Regions from separate parts of the Zea mays genome. Here region 1 is linked to region 2. A link is a contact called in public Hi-C data. All regions are on one chromosome and are shown on one strand. Each heading gives the region's core, a stretch centred on a gene start, on an enhancer-like site or on the middle of the called end of the contact. The rest is flanking DNA. Distances are from core to core; before and after follow the strand shown. Region 1 has its middle 65 kb from the start of LOC100279247. Region 2 holds the start of LOC103632613 (probable LRR receptor-like serine/threonine-protein kinase At1g07650).

What was found. A called contact is a pair of places that touch in the nucleus more often than the background predicts.
Region 1: a Hi-C map of tassel shows a contact between it and region 2, with 2.5 times the contacts expected there. The contact joins the enhancer-like site here to the promoter of LOC103632613 in region 2. A contact is called at or near these places in 2 of 25 Hi-C or Micro-C datasets (leaf and tassel).

Annotation. Positions count from the first base shown.
Region 1 is chr7:98,480,064-98,484,299 of Zm-B73-REFERENCE-NAM-5.0, forward strand. No RefSeq gene overlaps it. Among protein-coding and RNA genes, the nearest start is that of LOC100279247, 65 kb to the right of the region's middle. Within about 2 kb of position 1,963, at least 17 of the 20 cell types and tissues checked have an H3K27ac peak or open chromatin away from gene starts, as enhancers often do. A contact at or near this core is called in leaf and tassel, where this site is marked.
Region 2 is chr7:98,718,605-98,722,552 of Zm-B73-REFERENCE-NAM-5.0, forward strand. It overlaps LOC103632613 (probable LRR receptor-like serine/threonine-protein kinase At1g07650), which reads left to right and starts at 2,684. Exons shown (of 24, transcript XM_008654363.3): 1 at 2,684-3,109; 2 at 3,456-3,600; 3 at 3,730-3,801; 4 at 3,903-3,948. The coding sequence starts at 2,839.

The sequences.
Region 1 (4,236 bases), core at 713-3,212, 240 kb before region 2:
CTGTGGCGTCATCTTGGCGCCGGAGGTGACACAGAGGAGGATCGACAACAGTGACTAGTTCGTCATCCTCGCCACCGTCAGGGTAGCTTTTGTGCCGGTCTGCCTTTAATTCTCTTCGCAAACACACACACTTACCTTTTTGTTTAAGCAAGAGCGTATGATGGTGCGTGTCTGATGACTAACGATGTACGAGGGAATTTCTTCCGGCATGTGTGGAACGTGCTCTCCAATGATGAGACCATACACATCGTGGCATATATCGAAGTCTGCATGATACTGATGGTTGCAATGTAGTGGTGAAACAACTAGATTAAAATAACAAAATTTATGTATGGCTAGGATCACAAATTGATTATGAAATTTTTTTTCTCATAACAATATAACACATATTTTGTACATAAGTTATCGTAGTATACTGGTATTATATATTCCCGTTGCAACGCACGGGCACTCAGCTAGTAGAATATATATATATATGAATATATATCCCAAAAAATAGGATAAAACAAAATTATTACTAACATAATTAAAATACATGTTTTTAGAAAATGTTATTAGCAATTCATTTCATTTTATGAAAAAAAAGATTTCACACCAACAAATTAATCCAAATAAGGTATATTACCATATATATTTCTAAAAATAGAACAAACTCAATATTATTATTAACAAATCAAAATGCATATATTTTCAAAAATTATTTTAATAATTCTTTATTATTTTAACAAACAATATCTTTCTCACATAATTAGATCCAAGAATTGGATCTGAAATTCAAATCAAACAAAATATATGTTTCGGCATGAATGCATCAAACACTTGATAGATTCTATTTACTTAGAAATTGTGTACCTTGTTTTTATCACCAAATTCATTATTTGAAAACGTAAATGTTTCTCCTTTCTACTAGAAATCAATACTTCAAACTGAGTTGTTTTCAATTGATGGATTTAGGATGTTACACTATACCTCGCGGTGCACATAGGATTTTGCCCTAGAGACGTCGGGCGGCGATATAGCAAGGAGAGAGGCAGAGACGACGAGTGGTGTTGGATGAGACGAGATGAAGCTTTTTCTCTTTTTTTACACTCGCGAGATCGTGGACAATGAAAGATGAGGTACCTGACTATAGATGGCTGAATAATGGTCTGTGCCTGGTGGACTAGCCCGAGCACGACCCATAAAATAGTATCGTTGTCTAGTCCGACATGATTCAAAGTAGCCTCGTAATGGTCCTTCATGAGGACTATGCCGTGTATAAACAGTCTTCTCGGACCATAATGCTAACTCGAACCGACATGATTATATTTTTTCAATTTTTAGGATATGTTTGTAATATCTGTTCTTTATATAACATAAATGAATCTAAGTTGCAACGGTTAGAAGATCCTTGATTAACAACTATGGTTTGAGCTACCCTCAACTCATTCCATTTTTGCTGTTTAATCTAGCAATTTATTTCGTGCTTGATGTACCAAGCGCTGAGGCATGCAAACCGTTTGTGGGGCCGGGCGCTCCATTTTTATTTAATCTATCAATTTATTTCGTGTTTAATCTACTAGGGATCGCTGGCTGCGTATGAGTCACTTGCGCACATGCATGGCGGTGAAGAGATGGTCAAACGGCACTTGCATCATGCATGGTGGGTGCAGGTGATGCTCAAATCACGCACGACAAAACTTATGTATTATATCTATACTACTTATTAAAAACCTAATGTGTCCGTCTAGTACTATCACAACTTCGCTAATCAACATACCATATATATTTTAATGTATAGAAATAGATAATAATTATATTTAAATAAATATCTCAATAACTATTTATATAATATATAATAACAGTAGCAAAACAGTAATAACTGGCTACTTAGTAAAGATAAAGATGAAGACTAGGACTAACTTGGTGCATCACAGCCACTAGGTAAAGGAAGCCCACGTTTGTAGCTGCATAGTTTGGGCCTAGAGCCAACAAATGGGCCAGACCAGCATTGTCACGCACACAGTGTTGCGGATGAAAGCGGTAATCTGAACTGTTAGAACAAATTTAATATTTTAAAATAGATATGCATAAAATTTAATGTTGATCTTTTCTTATGTTATCAAGCACATTAATACAAATATGAATAAAATATTGCATAATTTTTTTATGTATTATTTGCTCCCTACAACACGAAACGTTGAAAAAATACCGAATTTTTTTCCGAATCCATACCGAAGTTTATATCTATTATTTAAGAAAATATAGTATGAATTTGAGATTTACCTTTTATGAATCTTTACAAGCTGGATGTTAAAAACAAGAATACATATTTGTATTGTAGATTCTATATCCTATTTATTCGCAATCAAAGAAAAACGACTAAAAAACTGATTACCGAATAAATACCGTTTCCGACCGTTTTCATCCCAAGTTAGTGTCGTCGGATGCACGCTTCAATCTTGTTTTTAGTCCTTCGTTTTATTTTATTTTATTTCTTAAATTGCTAAAACGTAACTCTATTTTATTTTTTGTATTTAACAGTTTAGGTACTAAAATATAATACACAAAACAAGATGGTTGGAAGCACAATCATCACATCCGGATCACGTCGCCGCCACCATGCGGTGTTTTTTTTTTTTTTTTTTTTGTGGTTGAGAACATTACATTAGCACGCATCTCTCTTGGATTGGAGTTTCTTCCGTCTTGTCTAGCCAGGGTTGCTGTTGCTTAGCTTTGACCTGCTGCCAAGAGACGACAAAAGATTATTACGTACCGTCCTCTTTGCTTGCACTGATGAACTACGCCAACCGTCGCGCCACGCAAGCATTTCGGTGACGCCGGCCGGCATTATTTTAGCAGAGGAAAAGGTGGCACGGGATCCTGCACCCACGCTCTCTGAATTAATGATCGATTCTGCATCTATCTAATCCCCTGCTGCCTGTAAAGGCCGGAACAAGGTCATGCATGCATGTGCATGCCTAACCAGTGCAGTGCATGTGATGCATGATTGCTTTATACATACATACAGTATGCCTGTGATAAGTTGACCCTACTACAACTCGATGGGAACGATTATATTGCTAATATTATTATTAGAGAAGGAGAGATTGGATCTGCTGGTTAGATACTGCCTAGTGCCTACTGGTCTTCATCACTCACAAATCACTCTCCAACGCAAGCTTATTTTTGATGGCTAAACCCTGGCCGTCGAGAATAATCTTAGCTGCCGAAAATAGTGTACAGTGTTGTTGTGAAGGCTCCTCGCACACTCAGCAGTCACAGTCACTCCTCGATCGTGTATAGGATTTGCCACCTAATTAATGAGCACTTTCCCTTTTTTAAAAAAGGTAAAGGGCATCGCGTCTGGTCATATGCATCATTAGTCCATGCCGGACTTGTTAACAGTAGCAGATGCTATGGGTTTTCTTGGCAGCTGGCCATAACCATACATGGAATGGCCATGTGCATTCATGCAAAAACTGATGCCTGCTAGTGAAGGCACAGTCCCAAACCTCTAGAGCTAGTTATTAACTAGCTAATAAGTTATTAGTTAGGTTGAAACAGCTTACAACTAATAGCTATTTAAAAGATATAATTGATAATTAGTTAGTCAATTCAGCTAGTTTAGTAGCGAACTATTAGTTTTTGAGGTTTGGAACATGGCCTAAGCTAGATCTACCGACTATGCTATCAAACTCTTAGACCGTGTCCAGCAGCTCACTCATATAGTCACCTAAAACACTGTTTTACATTGTAAACTGTAAACAGAGTAAAGTTTGAAATATGGATACGGAGATATGTAAACAGCTGAAGATAGCCTTACCTATCACATATTCACAGCGTTTAGTGCATACTGTCAAACTGCAGTTACCTCAGCTGACACATCCACCAGACTGGCGACCACTTGCTCTCCCACTCAGCAGTCAGAGATCGTGTATAGGAGATGAAAAGGATTTGACAACTAATTAATGAGCACTTTCTTTATAATAAAAAAAAAGTAAAGAGCATGCATCACATCTGGTACTGCTAGGTGTACTGTAGCGATGCATGCGGCTGCATATCGTGGTTTAGCGTGCCTTTCTTCTGTCGCATCGCATGGCTCTGTTTTGCTCCCACACACGTATTTATTATATATATACATCCAGCTACTCAGCTAGTGTGTTGCCTTTACCCTGCAATGATCCAGATGCGCTAATGGTTGGTTTAAAAAGGCTACCTGTGACCCGGAGAGAATTAATATCCCAGTCAGAATAT
Region 2 (3,948 bases), core at 1,434-3,933:
TTTTTTTTTGCTATGCAACATTGGGAAAACTGAAACCTTTATGCTATTTTGAATACACGACGATTATTTAAATCCTTGCAGTGAATTTCCTGTCATGGCCCATGTATACCAGTATGCATGACTTTGGTACTTTTTCAGAAATGCACATATTAATTCCTGATAATTGTATTGTACTTGTGATAATAATAAGAATCATCATAATCCTCCGCACGATGGTAATATCGAACATAATACTTTGTGTTGTTTAGTCAGAATACTACCTATTAACTGATGTTCTAGATCTGACACTTCTACCTTACTTTTTTGTTTAGTTACCCGCTCCATCCAGGGGATCATATACTTCTATGGATTGAGCCCTCTAGGTATCTTCTTGTCTATTGTTTAATCTATGTGACTCGTCAAAATTTTGGCACTTTTTTCTTGTTCACCACAATGAAGAAAAGTAATTTCATCCTTGGTTTTGCATCTGAGCTTTAATAATCTTTAATGTGTAATCTTAGGGGCTCTAAAGATATCTTTTCCCTGTGCCTTGTGAGACAAAGTCCATCGACTCGACAGAGAAAGCAACAGTTTGGTTTTGATGGGCAGAACAAAAGAAAGCTTTACTCGACTGCAGATGGTGTCTACTAATCCTGCTCACTTTGCAACTAGAGTGTGTAAGATTTTACCTTCGGCTGATTGTTTTGTGTAAGCAAAGATTGTACTGAAACTAAAGAAGTTGTGTGAGTCGACTCTATTTACCCTGTTGGCCCACTTTTTATGTTGCAGAAGGTTTTCACATCACAATTTGTAAATGGTCTAAATAGTATACATTCATTTTTAATGGCAGCAGTCGTGCAACCTGAATGTATGTCATGTTCCACAATTTGTAAATGCTGGATTTTTCATTTGTTCAATATCCGGCACGTGCAAAACTGGAAAAGAACATTATTCTTTAGTTCTACTTGTGGTTAAGGTCTCACACTCCACCTACTTTTGTGCTTTACCACAATCAAATTGGAAGACCCCAATTTGGACCGGACATGAAGTATGAAAAAAGTGTGCCTGGATTTTTTCCTATCGTTGGACTGAATCACATGCTGCATTTAGAATAACCTATTTTTCGGTAATAACAATTCTCTATCTGCTTGGTAGCAAGATTCATAGCATTGTATTCCTTAGATGTTTGATAACCTGAAATGAATGTTTGCCAATATTTCCTGTATGAGAGAAAAAATCTTCAGAAGAACTGTTACTGGGTTCAGTGCTTCTGATTTCTGAATGAAGGTTAAACTGTCTGTTTTAAACTAAAACTTTGGTAAGCTTGATTCATTGGACTCTAGCAGGTGCAATACAGAACTCTAGATTGGTGTCATTATCATGGAGCCACCCAGACTAATATACTCTTATATGGGTACCACTTGCTAGCTACCTTTGGACCACTAAGCTTGTATGCACACAAACAATTGATACTTTATTATGAGTTCTTAATCCTTTGCATTTGCCTTAGTATTCAAATGATTGCAATAGAAATGTATTGAATTATCTTTATGGTACTTTATTGTAAAGATTTGGACGTGTTTGAATAATTATTCCATTTAAATAAGATTTAACTATGTGATATATAGCCGTAGCGACGAGCTACCCAACTAAGATCGACTGCAACCGAGGACAACCCATCCATCTACGTTCGCTTGGGGACAATCGATATTCACATTTGTATTCACAATCTCAATGTATCTTAATAAAATGTATTAATCTCAATGTATGTTAATAAAATGTGTTGATTCCGTAGCAACGCACGGGTATATACCTAGTTAAGACTTAAGACAATATAATATTATTTATCGGGCTCATTGGACACTCGTGGGTGAAACTCTAGACCCGCACCTGAACCATGAGTCTAATTTAGCACTTGTACCTGCACCCATAAATCTAATTTAACACCCGCCTAATGGATGTAAAACCTGTAGGCACCCGTATCTGTGGGTGTGACTATCAATATCATCCACTCATCCCTACTACGGGACATCTTTGACTACTTTTCCGCTGAATAGGACCAACAAATCATATTCTTAATTAAAAAACCAAAATACACATTAGACACGATGAAAAATATATATGTTAATATTGTCATAATCGTATTTTCATTAACTATAGTTGACTAGGCCACTGTACCGATTGGAAAGTATGGGGGTGATCAATGTGCGAAAAAGACACTTTTCAACTAATCAACACTGACAGTTGCCTAATCTAGCAGAAGTCGTCTGTGGTCTACGTGATTTTATATAATATAAGGGATGGTCTACAGATGTATATTTCAGGACCGGAAAGCCTTAACACTGCGGGACCCGGAAAAAAGAAACAAGTGCAAGTGCTGTGCAGGGCTGAAAATTTCTCGCAGCCGCAGACCGTGCAGCTCTGGAAGTCGACGAACGCTCATGCAGTCGAGGTCGGGTCGGAATCCATGCGGATTTTGGCGGCACCGAAGCTGCCGATCACGAGAGCTTATATTCCAGCTTGGCAAGACAGCGATGCATCGTCTATCGCAGCATTGGTCTACCAGAGCGTAGACGTCGCTCAAGCAGAGTCAACAGTCTGACTCCGGCGACCGACAAGCCCGCCATCGCGCCAGCCTGGAAGTTGGACCCAAGAACCATTCTGGCATTCTATCCCGGCCTTGACTCGCAGAGGGAGCTGCAGTGCAGTGCAGGTGCAGCGCAACCAGAAAGCAACTCAGCTGCGCGGCAGTGCAGGGGTACACCCATGGCAACGTGACATGCCTGCCAATGATACCGCGGAGAAGACTCCAAAAAGACTGAGACAGTGAGACGCCTTTACGATAGAGAAAAGATATACATGCCCCTCCCTCTTTCTTCGCCTAGAGACAGCCAAGTCACTCACGCTCCTCTCCACTCCGTCCACTACTTTCACCTGATCGCCACCACTACCTCCACCTGGAACCTGGAAGAGAGAGAGACAATGGCGTGTAGGCCGCCATGTCCATGTGGCTGCTTCTGCTTCTACATGGTGTTCTTCCTCGGCTTGCTGCTCGTCGAGGCCGTCCATGGCACAGGGCGGAGCGAGGTGGCCGCGGCCGCTCCGACTCCGAGCCTCGTTCCAGCTGAAGGTGCTTTGCTGTCGCACAGCTGCTGCACTGTATTGATTCATGGAGCATGTTCTTTGCCTGCCAGCCTTTCTTGTCCACCTTAGCTTAGCTTCACCCTTGAGCTACCTAGTTGCTGTAACACCTGCCAAAGAGAATCTCCAAGAAACAGTTTCTTTGAAACAAAAGGTTCCATTTGGTTGAATGTTCAGAGTCTCAGCTGCAAACCAGCCATGGAGATGCCGCAAAATGCTCCGCATGCTGCTGCCTGCAAGGCTGCAACTGCAACCAACCACCCAGAAATTCGTTTTAATACTTCCTCCTCTTTCTCTTCGACTAACGCAACTGCTGGAACCGCCTCCTCTTGCAGCGAGCGTCCTTCGCCGGATCGCGGCCAGGCTTGGTGTGTCCAGCTGGGACTTCACCGCCGGCGCCGGTCCCTGCGACCACGGAGACTCCGGGGTGCACTGTGACTGCTCCTTCTCCAACGGCACCGTCTGCCATGTCACAGAGATGTACGCTTCACTTGTCCACACACACACACACACTCTTTTTTTTTTAATTTGCGTTGGCCGCAGTTTTCTTTGATTCACTGAACCAACAAAACCGCATGGCCCGGTTTGGCACCATGATAATCTTTGCAGATTCCTCAAGGGGCAGAACTTCTCCGGTGAGCTCCCGCCTGACTTCGCTGACCTCCCCTACCTCCTCCAGCTGTGAGTTGTCAATCTTCAGATCTTGGTCAAGCTGACCTGTGCACAAGCTCCACCTGTTAAGAGCAATAGGAATAACGGTGTTGTTCCTGTGCTGCATGCAGAGATCTAAGCAGGAGCTTGTTCCATGGCGGAGTGCCTCACCAGTGG